Linked DNA regions of Gossypium hirsutum: regions 1 and 2 are each linked to region 3. The links are chromatin contacts, called in public Hi-C maps. All regions are on one chromosome and are shown on one strand. Each heading gives the region's core, a stretch centred on a gene start, on an enhancer-like site or on the middle of the called end of the contact. The rest is flanking DNA. Distances are from core to core; before and after follow the strand shown.

Region 1 (4,225 bases), core at 1,273-3,772, 250 kb after region 3:
GCACATGCATACACGAACGAATATGATTTTCTTCTCCTAATGCTAACAACTAATTCAGACTCTCCCTACTGTCCTATACCAAACATGTATGATGAATCGGTGACTCGAATAGATAATGAACTGTAAACAGTTAGTGGAGCGAGCTTTACATCTAAAATGCCCGTTCCATGAATGAACAACAATCCCCTACTAAAATTCTTTCAGTTCCATGTCTTGTTATGCTAGGTGGTCGGGCATGAAGCATCCTTCTTTTGACTCAAATAAACTTTGTTGTATTCGTTGTTATTCAATTGTTTCCGTTTACTCTCTACCTTTGCTTCCCTTTCAAAACATCATTGATTGTATTGTGAAAGACGCTGCATCCCTCAACAGAAATTAACTTGATGTTTTCTTTTCAGTAGGTGTCCCAGAAATTTGTGAAGGACCTGACTCCGATCCCACCACCCCAGTTGTTGCTATAGTTGCAGGGGGTAGTGATTCTGTAGTCGGTGATGTTGTTTTTGCCGTCTCCGATGACGACACAGTTGTTCTTGCTGCTGTCGTAGTTGCTGTAGTCGTTGTTGCTGTTGTCACAGTTGCTGTAGTTGTAGTTGCTGCAAAATTTGTCGGCAGACTTACTGTTGAATGTTGCATTAAAGTTGTCTTGCCATAGATATTATAAACCAAGAGAGAAAGTGACTGGACTATGTAAACATTCTCCGGATATGTAAAATCCTCACCTGTGGGAGTTATTGCCGAAGGCATTGAAGACGGAAGTGATAGGATCCCCTGCTGAGGCAAATAAGGATACTGTAGCATTTGGGGATATTGGACACCAAAACCATGAGCTTGGCTATTTTGTGCATATTGAGCATAAAATGGATAAAAATTATGAAACATTCCGGGTGTCATTGATGCTCCGGCAGTGTAGTAAGGTGAGAACTGTTGACCTCCATACAAACTATAATAGTTCTGCAAAACACCATCAAATTTAGCTAATCAAAGCAATGTCAAAGAAATTGTTGTTATTTTATTTCTAATTTTCAAGCTCTGTTTATAAACACTAACCAAAGGATAATTACTGTCTTGGGAGTATCCCGTATACCTGAAAGTAACCAAGCAGGGAATGAGGATGATGAAAGGAGATAAATGAAGCAATAAAGAGTACTAAAATGCATGTTAAAATAAGAAATGCCATTGAGGCTTAACCAGTTGGGATTCATGCAGGCAATGCCATTGAATTTCATTTCTAAAATAATTGAACTCACCCATAAGCAGAGTATGGAATGGAATATTGACTATTAGGTTGTTGGATGAATGTTGATGAGGAACCATGATAAACAGGCGATGCCATCAACCCAGGTGCTGGTCTAAACCGTCCAGCTCCTGCATTTATTGACTTCATCTTAAATTAAATTGTTTCATAACTCTAGTTTTTAGATCCACTTTTCAGTTTACCAGATCGCATTGACCAATATGAAATGTTTTCCCAATATGGTAAAAAACACATCTTCAGAATGAACAAAGGAAAAAAAAAGGAGGATTTTTTGATCCTTTGAAATATCATTATCAAACAATAACTTTCCTCACCCCAAATATTGAAGTGAATATTCGCCAGGACCATTTAACATATGCATAAAGAGTTGGTATTGAGATAAGGAAATGACATTTCAACAAGAACCAATACAATTAAAAAGAAAAAGAGAGAAAGAAAACCATGTTGTGGTGGTGGACGAGTCTTCTGTGCACCCAATGAAGCAAGATTGCAGTTCGCCCTCCTTCCATCAATGGTAGGAGACGGGTTTTGACATGCTCTCATGGCTGCATCTGGATCCTTAAATGAAACCTGGAAATGGAAAATAAGGATAATCACCTTCTAATTGTCATATGGAATGAATGATATGTATATATACATATTAAGGAAAGGGATGAATAAGCTTACAAAGCCATAGCCCTTGGATCTCCCAGTATTTTTATCTGTAATAACAACAGCTTCAATAATCTCTCCAAATTGCTCAAAATAACGCTTCATGGTATCTCTTTGAGTTTCCCAAGCCAATCCACCAACAAAGATTTTCGTAAAAGTTGTGTCATTGTACTGCCCTGCTCCTGGATTGTTGCTACCACCCACCATCTGAAATTGCCTTTGTTGAGACATGTAAAAAAACACAGAATAATCTCCCAAATAAAAAAGAGAAACAGAGATGAAAGAAAATGGCTAAGAATCCCACAAAAAAAAAAAAACAAAACAAACAACTACCCCAGAAGCCAAATATAGAGTGGTTAAAAAATGGAGAATTCTTTTTTTCAAAAAAAAAAAGTGAACTTTGATATTGGAGAGTCGTTTCTATGGAAGATCACATCAGTGATTAATCAAACCCAAAAGCCTTTTTTTAAAAAAAAAAAATCCCTTTGGCCTTCTTCAAGCACTCGTGCAATCGTGTATCATGTTTTTTTGTTTTCTCGGTGTTGTTTTTTCTTTCTTTTTTGTTGTTGTTGTTCGTTGTTTTAGCTGTTGTTTTTTTTCCTAATGTTATATAACTGCCACTTTTTTTACAGCCACGATAATTTTATTTTATTGTTTGGTTAAATGGGCCTCCGAAAACATAGGAGCCCAATTTACAGTTTCTTTTTTTCCCTTTAAAACCCTTTTCCTCAAAGTCATAGAGAAAACCCTAACAACATATTGATCTCAGAGCGGCGCTGCACAGCTTGCCGATAACCCATCACTCCTATATTCATCTTTCAGGTAAATTCGTTGATTTTTTTCCATTTCTTTTCTTGTTTGTTTCTTGGGAAATTTGAATTTCCTTTCTGTTCTTTTTTCGGTATTGATGTAAATCTTTACGTTGATTGTGTTTTAATTGCTTTATTTATTTATTTATTTGGTTTAATTCTAATAGCATAAACGATGTCTTCGGTTGGCGAAGCTGCTTGCTCTTATGCTGCTTTGATTCTCTATGATGATGGCATCCCCATCACCGTATCCTTTATGCAAATAATTTAGGGTTGTATGATTTATTATTTAATTTTTTTAATTCTTTGATAGGATTATTGGAAAATAGGAATTTGATTATTGTTGTTGAGAGATTCCCAATTTGTATGGGAACATAGGTATTTTTTTTTTTTGGGGGGGGGTTCTTTAACTGTCATTAATAGGCTGAGAAGATTGCCGCGCTAGTTAAAGCTGCCAATGTCTCTGTTGAGTCTTATTGGCCAAGCTTGTTTGCTAAGCTTTTTGAGAAGTGCGACATTGAGAATCTCATAACCAATGTTGGTGCTGCTGCTGGTGGTGCTCCGGTCGCTGCAGCTGCACCTGTTGCAGCTGCTGGTGGAGGCGGTGCTGCTGCTCCTGCTCCTGCAGAGGAAAAGAAGAAGGTGGAATTAAAAATTACGAATAAATAAGTGGATGTGATATCCTTGTCTCTATTATTTCCTTGCACCATTTATACTGATATGTGATTCTTTGGCTATTTGCAGGAGGAACCAGAGGAAGAGAGTGATGATGATATGGGATTCAGTTTGTTTGATTAGGAACTCCTTTTAGTGTGTGATTCAGCCGACTACGGGTTTAGCGTATTAAGTATGACACTAACTCTTTTGAGTTTTATTGATTTTGGTATTTTTCTCTTAATTAGAAGTGTTAATTTAAATGAAGTGACACTGATGAATGCTTCCTTTTTGAATTATAAGTTTGAATTTTCTTATTTATACAAGTATATTTGACCTTTTTTTTTTTGTTTCATTCTTCATTGAGTGTTGAATGGTATTTGCTTTATTCTTTTGCAATGCATGTTTTTGTGTTGGTTTTGATTGTTGGTTCATTATGCTTATAGATGACATCTCTTGATTTGATCCAACTGAAATTATCAGTTGTTGGGAATAGCTATTTGATACGAAGAAATAAACTGTAGTGAATTTCTATATTATCTATTGTAGAGTGGAAAAGTAGGACGAGAAGAAAAAGAGTAGTAAAATGGAAGGGCAGAAAGAAAGAACCGAAAAGCTGAAAGACAATATTTTTCAAATTTTGTTTTCTTTTAATCATATGTTCATTTTGTATTTTTCTACTTTTTCAACTTTCCATCTTTACGATTTTCTTCACCAATATTTCATTCTGATTCTTTCTGGATATTCCTTTAAAAAATACATAAATTTGCTGGATATTACACGCAAAATCTTTTGATTTTAAGTGCTAATCAGAATGATTAGTTATGCAGATCATGGAACCTCTCCAGCAGTTGGA
Region 2 (4,671 bases), core at 1,464-3,963, 170 kb before region 3:
AAAAAGAGCTTGGACAAAAAAATAAGGCCGGTTTAAAAAATAAGCCGGGCCTCGGGTAAGGTATTTTTAGCCCGGGCCCGGCAAGTCCAGCCCGGCCCGAATTCACTAAAGGACAAAAAAATCTATATTTTTTTATTTTTGAATGTTATTTTTTTGTTGTTTTCTCCCTATTTTGCTACCATTTTACTATTATATTGTTACTATTTTATTGTTATTTTTTGGATATTTTATAAAACTTATTTTCTTGTTAATTTTATTATTATTTTAAAGGCATTTGTTAATTTGTTTATTATCTTAGAGGCATTTACTTGTTAAGTTGCATCTATCTTTATGTTATTTAAGTCTACATATTTTTTAAAATTTATTTTCAATTTGTTGGGAAATATTTATTTTGATGTTTTTAGTATTTTTGATGTATTATATATATTTAAAAATAATATAAAAATAATGTAAAAAATTAATACGGGCGAGCCGGGCCAGGCCCAATAAATGGGCATGATTTTTTAGTTGAGCCCGGCTCGACCCAGCCCATGAACACCTCTAGTTGTTTCTTTGACTACTTTTTAATAAAATCACAGCCCAATATTTCTCAAAAAAAAAAGATGTGTTTGTTTTTAAAATATTTAAATTATATATAATCATGTAATATTTTAATAGAAAATTTAATTATATTAACTATTTGGATATTACGAAGAAAGAGCATGGGTAAGTATCCAAAACCTTTCTTTTTTTCCTTTTTTTTGTGGAAAAAAAGACAGTCTAAAGTGAAAAACTTAAAAAATTACATTAGTGACTCAAAGTAATAACATAATCCGCCTCAATTAAACTTTTAGTTGATTGCGGTGATTCTTCAAACCAATAAATTTTTTTAGAATTAGTCGCCATACACTTGGTTATATGATCAACTATTGTATTTTGCGACCTCGAAATATGACAAACAATGACCTTCCAATTCCAACTCAATAAATGATGGATAAGACGCATTTCAGTGAAATGATAATCTACAGCTCTGCCAGCTAAAATCACTTCAACTAAGAGAGCATTATCACATTCCACTTCCAACAGTCGATAACCTTTCCTTCATGATATAAGGAGGCCTTCAAGTAAGGCTCTTACCTCAATCTTGAAAATTGAATAATTTCTTAACTTCATCGAAAAGCCACCTAACCACTTACCGTCAGCACTTCTAAACACTCCCCTGATGCCTATAAATGAGCTATTTCTCGATACAGCTCCATCCGTATTAAGTTCAACCTATCCTCTAGTCCAAAACCTTTCTTTTATATATAGTTATATAGATATAATAATATAAGTAACTAATTATTCTCTTTTTCCTTGAGAAATATTTTTACTTTTTAATATTATAAACGATAAAAAAAAAACCTGAAATATAAAAAGACACTGATATAGGAGCGCTCAATCCACAAATGTAAAGCCTTGAGCTAATATAAATATAACACGGTTTGATGATAATTACACAAATAATATTTTAAATTTGAATTTTAAAAATAATATATTAAAAGGGTTAATTATAAAGGTCAGAAAATTAATTTTTATTAAATAAGATTTCTTTTTTTTTTTTGAAAATGATATGAAAACTATGTTAATTTTACGAAATATGTGTCAGTCTATTATATATAGCTATTTTAATAACTCCTATTGTATAGTGTAATATAAAGAACGTAATAGAAAAAAAGTATAATATGGTACGGTATGATATTTCTTTAAGTATGGTTGGTTGTTGGTATATAATAATACATTAATGAGTTTTTTCAGTTTTCAATGATTGGGTTAAAAGATGTATAAATTGTGTGTGATGCCAAATAACGAGGAGCCCATACGCATCGTAGTCACTAGACCTGTCGCTATCAATACACGTGCAAGTGGTGCCAAATGTCTGCCCTTTATTCTATCTCTTCACATGTGACGTTTACGATATTTAAACATGTGCTTTTTTAATCTTTTCACTAAAATCTTTACTCTATCTCTTCCTTTAACTTTACTCACAATATTCAAATCAAATTACTATTAATTAAATTAGTTGAATTTTTTAATTATTTAACTGTTAATAAAATTAAAATATTTTTTAATTATTTTTTAAATTAATTCTTTAGATTAACGGAATTAATTAAAACTTATACATTTTATTTTATTGTTAAAATAAATATGAAACATATAAAAAAAATTTTAAGGTTTATTTAATCAGATTAACCGAATTAACCGAATTAATAATAATCTAATACATATAATATATAATATTAGTTATTAAGTTCAATTAATGCGATTAATTATTCAATTTCGAATTAAATTAACCGTTGACCGAAATTCTAAAAAAATTTTAACTGACCTCCGATTGATTAGATCGATTAATCAAATTAGATCGATTCAATCAATTAATTTAATTTTAATCAAAATTTGAACACCAAGTTAGAAACAAATCCCTCTTTCCTTTATGCTGCTAGGATGATTGAGATTAATATGCTAGTTTCTGTTATCGAAAATTCCAGGTTAATAATTCCAACTTGATAACCTAAAATCATTTCACACAGCCAAAATAAACACGAAAAAACTTAACGAGTTAACGTCACAGTCTTACTGTTAAAATGAACAAAGAAAAGTGGACAAAGCTTATAGGTGAGCATGCAGAGGATTTTAGGATCTTGTGGCCCCCACCTTATAAGTTACAAAGCTTATAAACTCCTCCTCCATCCCCCTTTTTTGTCCAATGCACCCCGTATTCTCTTTTGGTTTTTCTTTTCCTTGTAAAATTTAAGATGATTTAATGGCTTATTTGTTGTAAAGAACTTCCAAAATCTCTGCCTTTCAGATTCCCTCGTGTATTGTTTTCCTTCTTTTTGTATCGGTCAGCCATGGAAGAACTTATAATCTCTCCATCTTCATCTTCTTCACTGGTCTATATGACCCAGGAAACTTCACCTTCAACTCTCCAGCAGAGGCTCCAATTTGTGGTACAAAGCCAGCAAATTTGGTGGACATATGCTATATTTTGGCAGACATCAAACGATGAACATGGTCGTTTGTTTTTGTGCTGGGGAGATGGTTATTTTCAAGGCACCACCAAAGGTACGCCTCCAAAATTATTAAGCGCCAACATTTCGTGCCTAGAAAATGAAAGAAGAAAGGAGATGAAAGGAGCCCAAACTCTCATCGGAGATAACCATGAGGTAGATGTGTCGATGATGGACGGCACCACCGGGGTCAGTGATGCTGAATGGTTCTACGTGATGTCATTGTCTCGATCTTTCCCTGCTGGAGAAGGGATTCCAGGCATGGCTCTAAGTACTGGCTCTCTGGTTTGGTTAACCGGTGCTCATGCTTTGCAGTTTTACAACTGTGAAAGAGCTATAGAAGCACAAATGCATGGCATTGAGACGATGGTCTGTATACCAACTTCTTGCGGGGTTCTTGAATTAGGATCCGTAGAAATGATCAGTGAAAATTGGGGTTTAGTCCAACAAGTGAAATCCATTTTCGGAGCTGATCCCATTGACTTGTTACAAAAGCAATCAAGTACAGATCCAACTCTAACCCGACCTTCAATCCCCTTCCTCGACAGAAACATCTCTTTTGCAGACATGGGTATAGTTTCCGGTGTTGAAGAAGAAGAAGAAAATGTAGGTCCTGTTAATGAAACCAAGCAAGAACACCACAACCACCCAACCAAGAAATATTCCACAAAACTTGGGCAATCTTCTTCTGTGGACTCGGAGCATTCTGACACGGATCGCCCATCACTTGCCATGAGTCATTTAGAGCAGAGAACCCCACAGAAACGTGGAAGGAAACCCGGACTTGGACGAGAGACACCGTTGAACCACGTGGAAGCTGAGAGGCAACGCCGTGAGAAGCTGAACCACAGGTTCTACGCCCTCCGAGCCGTAGTCCCGAACGTGTCGCGCATGGACAAAGCATCGCTCTTATCTGACGCTGTCTCATACATCAGTGAGCTAAAAGCGAAAGTCGAAGAACTGGAATCGCAGCTTCAGAGGGAGTGTAAGAAACCTAAGGTAGAAATGGTTGATGTTACGGATAACCAAAGCACAACCACTTCCGTGGAACAGGAAGCAGCAAAGCCTGATAATTCACCATCCCCTGCAACAGCAGGGTGCGTGGGCCTTGAATTTGATATCAAGATCATGGGGAATGATGCAATGATTAGGGTTCAATCAGAGAATATGAACTATCCAGTTACTAGGTTAATGGTTGCCCTTCGTGATCTGGAGTTTCCGATCCATCATGCAAGCATGTCGTGTGTTAACGAGACCATGCTCCAGGATATCGTAGTCAACGTCCCTGATCTTGAACTCAGAAATGAACAAGGCCTCAAATCTACTCTTCTCAGGAGGCTAGACCACTAAGTTTATCTAGTAAGTGTGTGACGTGAACATCTTTTTCAATGCTTTAGTTTCTTCCTACTGTCGCTTTGTTGGTTTGCCAAATCTCACTCTCTTTATTTATTTGTGGTTTGGTTTTGTATTTTGTGTCCTGTGGTTTCCCTTTTTGGGTTTGTTTTCTGCTTTGTCTTGTATAATTAAGAGATAAAATGAGCAAATATGTTTCCAACAATTTGTAATTTGCCCTTTTTTTTTCTTTTTTTTTTTTTTGTTCTTTGCCTGCTTTATTTCATCCGTTTCTTGCTGCCTCCTTTTC
Region 3 (4,238 bases), core at 798-3,297:
GAGTCTTGTCTCGAGACATATTGTTAAAACTTGACAAAAAGAATTTGGATTCGATTCCTAATCTTGTATTAGACTCTTCCTAAATTCTAATTGACTAGATTAAATATATGTATTTATGTGATTTAACTTTATGGATTTTTAATATTGATTGATATGAGTTGCTTTGGCAACATAACGTGATATTTCACATTTGAATCCAACGATCGGATCGAGTGCAGTGTGTCACAACCACAACTTTTGAACTTGCATTTTGTAAACCATCCAAATACCCTCGTTCAGATCAATGTTCAATGTGGTCGATTTTTTTATCAGCCCTAGTCATGTTCATGGTTCATTGTCGTTGTTGTTGGATTCCCTCTTCTTAAAGATGATTCAAATGTTAATGGTACCAATATTGAAATTTCAAGTTACAAATAAACCCCAAAAAAGTGTTTTGGACTAATTATAGAGAAGTCCCTAGCTTTAATTAAAAGTAAAAAAAAAATATCAAGTCAATTCGTTGATTAATGAAAATTTTAACGGTAATGAAAAATTTAAATAATTATCTGAATTAAAGTGATTAAATTAATAAAAAAATTTAAATGATGAAAATAAAAATATACTATTTAAGATGATGTGCTGTGGCTTATCCTAAAAACAAATAAATTGTAACAGGGATTCAAAATTTAAGCGTGATCATTATATTTATGGATATTTTTATTTGGATTTGACTCCTGCCATATTACGCTATAATTTGTTATTTGTTGAATTACAATGTTAATGGCACAGTACAGTTTGTCTTTTAAGGATACCTGTGCTTTGTCCCTGGTTAGGGTGTAATCAATCAAATCCACTTAATTTAATTAATTGGTTGATTAATCGATTTAATTTGATTGGAAGTTGGTTAATGATTTTTTAGAAATTTAATTATCAATTAATTTAGTTCGAAATTAGGTAATTAATCGAACTTAATAATTAATAATATAAATTATATGTAATTTTAATTCGGTTAACCGACCGAATTAACCGAAATCTTTCGGTTTGGTTGTTTAAAAGATTAAAAAGTTCGATTAATTCAGTTAATACTAATTCAGTTCAATTCGGTGCCTAGACATGATGATGGGTCGGGCTGAGAAAGTGGAAGAGTTTAAATAAAAATATAGGTCTGAAAAATAGACTTGGACAAAAAAATGAGGCCTGTTTTCTAAACCGATCGAGTCTTGGGTAAGCTTTTTTGGCCTTAGCTTGGCCCGAATTTGCAAAAATATAAAAAAAACTGCTGCTTTTGTTGCTGTCTTCATTATTTTTGTTGTTGTTTTGTCATAGTTCTGGTGCTATTTCGCTATTATATTACAACTATTTTATTGTTATTGTTTGAATATTGTATAACTCTTATTTTATTATTATTATTTTAGAGGTATTTGTTTACTAAGTTGCAACTATCTTAGGGTTATTTAAGTGTAAATAATTTTTTTTAAAAATTTATACATGTTATAAAATAAAGAGAGATAGAGAGTGTAAAGAACAAAAAAAATATGGGAAGTAATAGAAAATATATTTTATTGATCAATGGGATCAATATAATACTTGTTCAAAATTTTTATTTGTAAGCATAAAAAGTATAAATGAAATAGACATTTACTTAATAATATATTCATAACAATACATTTATTTTAATGTTTGTACTTGTAGTATATTTGATGTATTTTATTTCTAAAATTTATTTTTATATAAAAATTTTAATATAAACGGGCTGAATTGAACTTAAATTTTAACATTTTTACGTGAATTAAAATTGAACAAAATTTTAACTCAGGCCGAATCAAACTTAAAAACCCGCATAAAATTATATTAAGATCCGACGGGGGTCATCTTCACCTCTAATCGTGCCCCTCTGCCCTAAAAAGAATAAAACAAATATCAGGTGTAAATAGGAGAGACAGATGGGTAAAATTACGAAGGCCACGGAAGGGACACGGTAAAACTAAATCGGATCCACGTCATCAGCGGTGGACCCCAGCCTCCCAAAAAGTGCAAATAAATAAATGGCATCATAAACATCGTCATCAATATCATTTTGATTCAAACAGCCATCCTCCTTCCCCTCTCCCTCTCCCTCTCCCTCTCCCTTCTCCCATTTGTTTTCCTTCACATTCCTCTCACCGTTTTCGGCCGGGCTTGCAATTTTGATTTAAAAGAAAACCATCTTGAAAATCAGTAACGAAAGGAAATTGAAATCGGATCGAAGGGTTGAGGGCGAGAGGAGAAGAATGAGCACTAAGAAGAAAACATCGCAGGGTCACTTGAGTAGAACACGCATAGGAAAGTACAAGCTGGGAAGAACCCTGGGTGAGGGGAGTTTCGCAAAGGTCAAGTTCGCTGAGAATGTCGAGACCGGCCAGTGTGTGGCGATCAAAATCATGGATCGTGATCAAGTTCTACGTCACCGTATGGTCGAACAGGTGATCTCCCTTTCTAATGTCCCACCATGCATATTTTAAAACAACATTAAATTTAAAAACAAAAAATTGCATTTCAGTTATCTCCCTCCGCCGCCAATAAACATGGGGTCTCACGTAAACTTTACTACGGAAACAGGGAACCACGTGGGACCATGTTTAATGTGGGGGTCTATAGGTCAAACGTTGGATTAAATCGAATCTGGGTTCATGATTAAATATGTTCGCCTGTTTCATATTCAATCATTAATATTTTCGTTTCTTTGTTTTTTTCTCTTTTAATGATTGCAATTTTATTCGGGGCAGATAAAAAACGAAATCTCAACGATGAAGCTCATCAAGCATCCCAATGTCATTAAAATATTTGAGGTAAATGAAACTAATGTCTGCAATTATGGTGTTTGGTTTACTCTGCTTTGCATTGTTGATAAGATTTTTTTTTTTACTTTAATTTTGCTTCTAATGCATAGGTTATGGCGAGCAAGACAAAGATTTACATCGTGATCGAGTTCGTTAATGGTGGCGAGCTCTTCGACAAAATTGTAAGGACTTGTTGGGCATTTATAGTTAAATGAAGATGAAGCAAATGTTATATAAATTCGCTCATTGAGTTTCTATTCGCAATAGCTGTTTATTGTTTAAAGTAATAAATCTTTGATATTTATAGGCCAGGCACGGGAGACTCAAAGAAGATGAGGCTAGAAGCTATTTCCAGCAGCTTATTAATGCTGTTGATTACTGCCACAGTAGAGGCGTCTACCATAGAGATTTGAAGGTTCAGCTTCAATTAACTGATTGATGACTGCTTAAAAGCTTTCCACTTTGGAACTTGGGTTTTGCTTCCTGATTCATATGTGACATGTTCATTTCATTTTTTGCAGCCAGAAAATCTTCTTTTGGACTCCTATGGTGTTCTTAAAATTTCAGACTTTGGATTGAGTGCTTTCTCACAGCAAGTTCGGGTAAGCATTTACTCATTTGCTAGGATGGTTTCTCGATACAAAAAGTTATAATATAATAGCCACAGGTGAAAGCTTTTAGTTGGCAATTGAGATTATGTAAATGCTAAATATCAATTAAGAAGGAAAAGAAAAAGGGAAAAACTGTCTTTTGTTTTAGTGTAATCTTTCTTTTTCTTTAATATGGTATAGATGCAAACCTTTCTAACATTTTTTGGAATGTAGGAGGATGGATTGCTTCACACTGCATGTGGCACTCCAAATTATGTTTCTCCAGAGGTATTCCATCATGACTTTATTGAGACAATAAGCTTTAATGCTGCCACTTTTTGTTCACTCTGTTTCCTCTTACCTCCCATTTTTCTTGACAGGTACTTAAGGATAAGGGTTATGATGGAAAATCATCTGATATTTGGTCTTGTGGAGTTATTCTGTTTGTACTTATGGCTGGTTATTTGCCTTTTGATGAGCCAAACCTTATAACCTTGTATAACAAAGTGAGTATTCCCAGAATTGGCTTCTCTATTTAGATGAGAACTTCACTAAAACTTTTGGTACATCTTGATGAAATTCAGATTGGGAAGGCCGATTTCACTTGTCCGTCATGGCTTTCACCTGGTGCAAAGAAATTCATAAAGCGTATTCTTGATCCAAACCCTCTTACAGTAAGTTCAGAATTCAGTCATGCTTTGAGACTTACAGAATGATAATAAGAATATTAAGCAATTAACTTCCTTTTATCTCTTTCTTTTGTTTTTTTAAACACTGTAACTTCTTATAGTTGAACATGCTCTCGGTTGAAACACTGGACATTATTTGTTGCAGCGTATAACTATCCATG

The links. Hi-C and Micro-C count contacts between places; a contact is called where the count stands out from the background.
Region 1: a contact with region 3 is called in a Hi-C map of leaf, with 1.8 times the contacts expected there. The contact joins the promoter of LOC107953004 here to the promoter of LOC107953000 in region 3. A contact is called at or near these places in 9 of 34 Hi-C or Micro-C datasets (anther, callus, leaf and 2 more).
Region 2: a Hi-C map of leaf shows a contact between it and region 3, with 2.9 times the contacts expected there. The contact joins the promoter of LOC107956486 here to the promoter of LOC107953000 in region 3. A contact is called at or near these places in 5 of 34 Hi-C or Micro-C datasets (fibers, leaf and petal).

What each region holds. Positions count from the first base shown.
Region 1 is chrA07:29,136,750-29,140,974 of Gossypium_hirsutum_v2.1, reverse strand. LOC107953004 (RNA-binding protein 24-B) reads right to left here and starts at 2,522. Exons shown (of 6, transcript XM_016888229.2): 1 at 1,922-2,522; 2 at 1,696-1,825; 3 at 1,248-1,365; 4 at 1,048-1,084; 5 at 720-951; 6 at 1-593. The coding sequence starts at 2,137. The coding sequence ends at 376. It overlaps LOC107953005 (60S acidic ribosomal protein P1), which reads left to right and starts at 2,587. Exons shown (of 4, transcript XM_016888231.2): 1 at 2,587-2,728; 2 at 2,883-2,962; 3 at 3,139-3,357; 4 at 3,460-3,686. The coding sequence starts at 2,891. The coding sequence ends at 3,513.
Region 2 is chrA07:29,551,452-29,556,122 of Gossypium_hirsutum_v2.1, reverse strand. LOC107956486 (transcription factor MYC2) reads left to right here and starts at 2,713. Exons shown (of 1, transcript XM_016892137.2): 1 at 2,713-4,626. The coding sequence starts at 2,871. The coding sequence ends at 4,379.
Region 3 is chrA07:29,384,599-29,388,836 of Gossypium_hirsutum_v2.1, reverse strand. LOC107953000 (CBL-interacting serine/threonine-protein kinase 9) reads left to right here and starts at 2,047. Exons shown (of 14, transcript XM_016888222.2): 1 at 2,047-2,441; 2 at 2,745-2,807; 3 at 2,909-2,980; 4 at 3,106-3,213; 5 at 3,320-3,400; 6 at 3,623-3,676; 7 at 3,769-3,894; 8 at 3,973-4,062; 9 at 4,223-4,238. The coding sequence starts at 2,250.